Linked DNA regions of Gossypium arboreum: region 1 is linked to region 2. The links are chromatin contacts, called in public Hi-C maps. All regions are on one chromosome and are shown on one strand. Each heading gives the region's core, a stretch centred on a gene start, on an enhancer-like site or on the middle of the called end of the contact. The rest is flanking DNA. Distances are from core to core; before and after follow the strand shown.

What was found. A called contact is a pair of places that touch in the nucleus more often than the background predicts.
Region 1: a contact with region 2 is called in a Hi-C map of leaf, with 3 times the contacts expected there. The contact joins the promoter of LOC108467849 here to the enhancer-like site in region 2. A contact is called at or near these places in 3 of 5 Hi-C or Micro-C datasets (all in leaf).

The regions. Positions count from the first base shown.
Region 1 is chr8:42,058,472-42,061,171 of ASM2569848v2, forward strand. LOC108467849 reads left to right here and starts at 1,405. Exons shown (of 5, transcript XM_017768659.2): 1 at 1,405-1,791; 2 at 1,921-1,997; 3 at 2,143-2,700. The coding sequence starts at 2,246.
Region 2 is chr8:41,958,005-41,960,704 of ASM2569848v2, forward strand. No RefSeq gene overlaps it. Among protein-coding and RNA genes, the nearest start is that of LOC108468894, 4.1 kb to the left of the region's middle. Within about 2 kb of position 1,282, at least 2 of the 2 cell types and tissues checked have an H3K27ac peak or open chromatin away from gene starts, as enhancers often do. A contact at or near this core is called in leaf, where this site is marked.

The DNA.
Region 1 (2,700 bases), core at 155-2,654, 100 kb after region 2:
ACTACTGTCATGCAGGTCATACCATTTGTCACATTTGGATAAAAAAATATAATTGAGGGTTTTTTATTCTCTTGGTCAGAATGGGTGTACTAAAATTAAGTCTTTACTATATCTACCGTTATATTTAATAATATGTAAAATTTTAAATTAATTAAATATCTTTATCACAAAGTGAATTACTCTTCACTTTTTAAATATAGTAATCGCTCTAGTTTGCAAAATACTCTCTTTTCCATGGATACTTTTTCTTGGATAGAAGAAATTACTTATAGAGTAGAAATAATAATAAAGTTTAAGTTCATATGTTTCAAATTTCTAATATTTATTTTAAAATTTAAATTTAAATATGAATATTGTTATGAATATGTTATTAAGTAAATGTCCATTAAAATTATCATTTATATAAATAGAGACTTTTGATTGATTAATAAAATACGCTCTCTCTTTACTCTCTTATTCAGGGGCGAAGCTAGAACAAATTTTTAGGGGCCGAATAAAAATTTAATTTTTTATAGTCTATATCTTTATAATTTTTAAATGATTAAATCGAATTTTTATAATTTTAAGGGGGTCAAAGTAAATTTTACCTTTATTAATTTAAAATTTTAAAAAAAATTCAAGAACCTAAATATAAATTTTTCATTTTAGGGAGCCACTGCTAGCCCCCATTGTATCCGCCCCTGCTCTCATTCTCTTTGTTCTTTAGTCTTTGTCTATTTATTTTATAAAAAATATCATTAAAAATTTCTATTAAAATTGAGTTATTTTTTCTTACATGTCTATTAAATTAATAGTTTTTTATTTCAAAATGTCAAATATGGTGTAGATAATAAGTATTACCTAAATTTTGAAAATTTAAATTTTAAAAATATGAAAAATATTATAACCTAAAGTTTAATATGTGAAGGACATGAAATTAATGAGAAATAATTATATTTCACTTTCGAGTTGGCTTTTCTTATAGGTTAATACAAAGTTTCACTAATCAAATTTATTATTTATCCGAAGTTAGGCTGGTTCCTTAATTAGTGGATTAGCTCCTTTTTAAAATAATAGTTTCGCTGTTGACTTGACATCATGAAGTTGGTAATTATTCCAAAAGAAGAGGGGTTGAATAATAACAAGTTCCAACAATCTTTCAACTCTTTGTACATGAAAAAACAGAGAGATTAATTTAATATTTATATTCTAATTTTAGTTCTTAAATCAGGAGCACACAATCACATTTATCATTTATTTATACAATAATCTGGGAATTGTAATATAATTTTAAAATAAAAACATGTATCACAATCACGTCATTATTATTTTATATATTTATATAAAATGGCAGCTAAAATCCTTTCCAAACGACATCGTACAAGCTTCTATTACCTTTTTTCTAGGACGACCTTTGAAGAGAGTAACAGTTTTTTGAAAAAAAAAAATTTAAGCATAAGAAAAGACGAAAATCCCGGAGAATATTTATAAATAGATTAGAAACAGATACTCGATGGACGTGATTTTTGAAGTTTGTAGTTGACTCTGGATAACCATGTTGTTCTTTGTTGTCTTTTATTTTCTGTTATGTTATTCCATCTACAGTTATTGTCCCTTGTTGTTTTCGTTACAAAATGTTTTTTTTGAGAGATTTCAGGTTCTTGGCTTGGTTGTTTACGTTTCCAGCTGACTTTTTTTTATCTTCCTATAATTCCCAAACATTCAAAGCTTTAAGATTTCTTTTCTAAAAGAACAAAAAAAGTTGGTCGGGTTCTTCAATCTAGGTGCTATTTGACGGATATTGGTTGAATGGTCAGCTTTCTTTTCATTTCTTTTCCTTTTTGTTAGCACATCATTTTCATTTTCATTGTTGATTTTTTTTTTGTGTGTTTATGTTCTCTTCTCTTCTATGGAATAAAAATGGAATATTTTCTTCATCAGATCAAAATTTTGGGATTCTAGAAGAGAATAGTCAAAAGGGAAAGTTGGCGTTGAAAAGAGAGACTTGTCACTGAGAGGTCTGCATATATGGTTTAAAACATTTATTTTCCATTAAGGCCTTAATTTTTGTTTTTTTTTCTTTAAATATTTCTTGGGATCATCCCAATATGTGCTTTTGGTTAAATAACCATTTTAAATATATATATATATATATACGTGCAGGCCTGGTGTTTGGGGGCTGTTGATTCTGGGGTTTCATCTCCAGGATTCGACAGCACCCTTGTGATTTTATTCGAAGGGAATTGTCCATAGAGTTTGGTTTTAAATGGAGCACTTCAGGCAGATTGGTGAGGTTTTGGGAAGTTTGGGTGCTCTCATGGTTTTACAAGATGATTCTCAAATCAATCGACGCCAGTGCTGTTTATTGTTTGATATCTTCGGTTCGGCTTTCAATACAATAGCCGAGGAGATAAAGCTGAACCTCCAACTAGACGAGAAGAACACCAAATGGAACGCCCTCGAACAACCATTCAAAGAGCTTCAAAGGATCTTCAAAGAGGGTGAAGTTTATGTCCGACAAAGTATGGACAAGAGAGACTGGTGGGTTAAAGCAATCAACCTCCACCAGAATAAGGATTGCGTCCATAACCACATCCACAATTTGCTTTCCCACTTCCCCGTTGTCATCGAGGCCATCGAGACGGCAGGAGAGACAGCAGGGCGCGACCGAGGCGAGATGCAAAGGCGGGGAATTGCTCTCAAAATGAAGTACGATAAGGA
Region 2 (2,700 bases), core at 32-2,531:
GGCGGAAAGAAAGATGGGCGGTTTAAGTATTACAGTTTGAGACTTTGATAGAAAATGATGAGAGAGACCCCCTCCGCCATATGGCATTTCAAGATCTGGGTCCCTTTCTCCTAGTGTTTTGTCTGTGGGTGAAATTTAGCAAATCAAAGTTGATCATCATTTTTTGGGCCAAAACTGGGCATCATTACTCAACACTTGATCATCATGTGGGCTTTTAATCAAACACACACACTCACCCCATAATCCAACACATTGAGCCTTGAAACAGTTTTCAATGCTTTGAGTGATGAAATGTATCATCAAATTGTGGTCCAACCATAAAATGGAGCAGTACAAACAAATGTCATAAGATTTTGGCATTGTTAGCTCTCTCCGAACCCTTGCAGCACCAGGGGAAAAAAGAGTATACTGACTGATGTTTCATAGACTTCATGTCTCATGAAAAGAGCTGAATTTTTTTATTAAATAAAAATTGTCATTATTCTAAAATAGTTACACTGCACTCCCTAACAAGACAAAATATGCTCTTCTATAAACCCCAGGCCACAATGTCTGTTTCTTTGTTGATGTAATGTTTTGTTTCTGGGTTTTCTAGTCTCATTGCCTCCCAATGTCTAGAACTTGGAACAGGTTTTTTTTTTTTTTTAACTCAAGCAAGCAGTTGGGATTCTGAAAAAGTGAGAAAAGAGATGTCATTATCTGGTAGATTTTGGGCGATTAGGGTGATAGATTTGCAGGCCTTTATGATGGAATTTTTTTTTCCTGGGTGGCAGAAAGAGAGAGAGAGAGAGAGAGCCCTACAACTAAGATTTTGTTTGCCTCTTGAGCTTTCATCTATTGATGAATAGAGACAGTAAAAGTCTCAAGTTCATGGGTCTTTTTTCTTGTGGGTATGTGATTTACTTGAGGGCCCCGGGGGGGGGGGGGGGGGGGACGGGACCCTAATGATCATTAAATTAAACACAGCAAAAGGAAAACCAAATTTTCTCCAAATCTTTTCTTTTCTAGTTTATCAAGAAAAGAAAGGGTTCCATATTTATTGACCACTGCGGTCTCTTAAAGGAAGCATTGGTCTTTGAAGCAGTAAGAGGTCATGTTAGGGAGCGAAAGGGCACAAAATTCCACATCTCCGGAGGCATTCAAGAAAAAAAGAAAAACAATCCAGAAGATTTTTTGTGAAATAATGAAACTCAATCATGGCCGTACACGTAAGGTCAGGCTAACGGTGTTCCATCTCCTCGTTCAGTGCAAGTAGGCTGGGCTAAGGCAAGGGTCCTGGTCCCTGGTCCCCAGACCCTTCACATCCAGCTCACCTATTTCTTTTCCACTGTTTTTTCTTTGAAGCTTCGAGCCATCGCCCTGTGGTCCCACTTATCATTCCCCTATATCATTAGCTTCATTTGGACCCTTCATTTTGGATAACTATGGCTCATTGGGGAGATCCACATAAGCATCCTGGCCCATTATTGACTGGGCCTTAACGTATTTCACAAAGAGAAACACCCAAGGGCTTAATAATAAATTTATTGCGATTTGAGTTTGGGCAGAAGATGGTTACCTCAGAATGAATATATCATGGACTGGGGTTACAAGTTGCATGAGAGTGCATCAAAGCTTAAAGCTTGATTGTTCCTTTCTCCTGATTGGTCAAAAAATGAATGAAGACTTTCAAGCACAGTGAATTAAGTTATTTGCTTCGAGACAACCTAGTGTACACCAAATCTTTTACGGATTCTGCAGTTAGCAATATTGAAGAATTCTCTAATCTTTCATTATTTATAGATCACCAAGAAATACAACAAAGAAATGTGACTGACAATTCTCACTAAAAAAAAATCATATTATTTGGCATATTTCTCCAAGTTATGCGTCTTTTCATCCAAATTATAAATTGTTTTATGTATTTTTTTGTTGTTGTTAATGAATCGATTATTAAAAATTTAAGCTATTTACAATAGGATGTTGGTGTCATTCGTTTGGTAGGGGTTGTTTATACAATCCATTTGCTGATCATTTCCTTGATTCTTCGCAAATCACCAGGGGCAAAAATAGGAAAATATTTTAGGGGCCGAAATTAAATTGTTATTTTTACAATAGAAAAAACACAATTTCACTATTTTAATAGACTATATCTTTATAATTTTTAAAAGATTAAATCAAAATTTTATATTTTTAGGGGGGCTAAAGTACAATTTTATCTTTACTAATTTAAACTTTTAAAAATTTTAAAGGGACCATATGAAAAAAGTTAGGAGGGTCGGGACCCTACTACCCCCTAGTTTCGCCATTGTAAATCACCATTGGTGGCATGTAAGAAAAAACAACATCAAAGTCTCACAATTCAAAGTTCCTAATTAGCATGTACACTAGAATTTCTATCTACACTAACTCGGTTTAGACCTAGAACTGAATAAACTTGACTCTGACACTAAAACTATAACACCTCAAACTTGACTTGAAAACATCGGATTTAGAGTGTTACAGTGGTTGACGAAGCAACCCGCTCAATTAATCATTCATTTTTTTACAGTAGTCTGTAGCTCAATTTAGCAATTTGTACAATAGTTGAATTAATAAACAACTTAACATGCCTTGACAACACCTCAATAATACTATGGTGGATTAATGATAAATAGTGAAAGAATGACTACAACAATTTACTCAATACCATAGACAAATTAGCATAAGAAAAATAATACC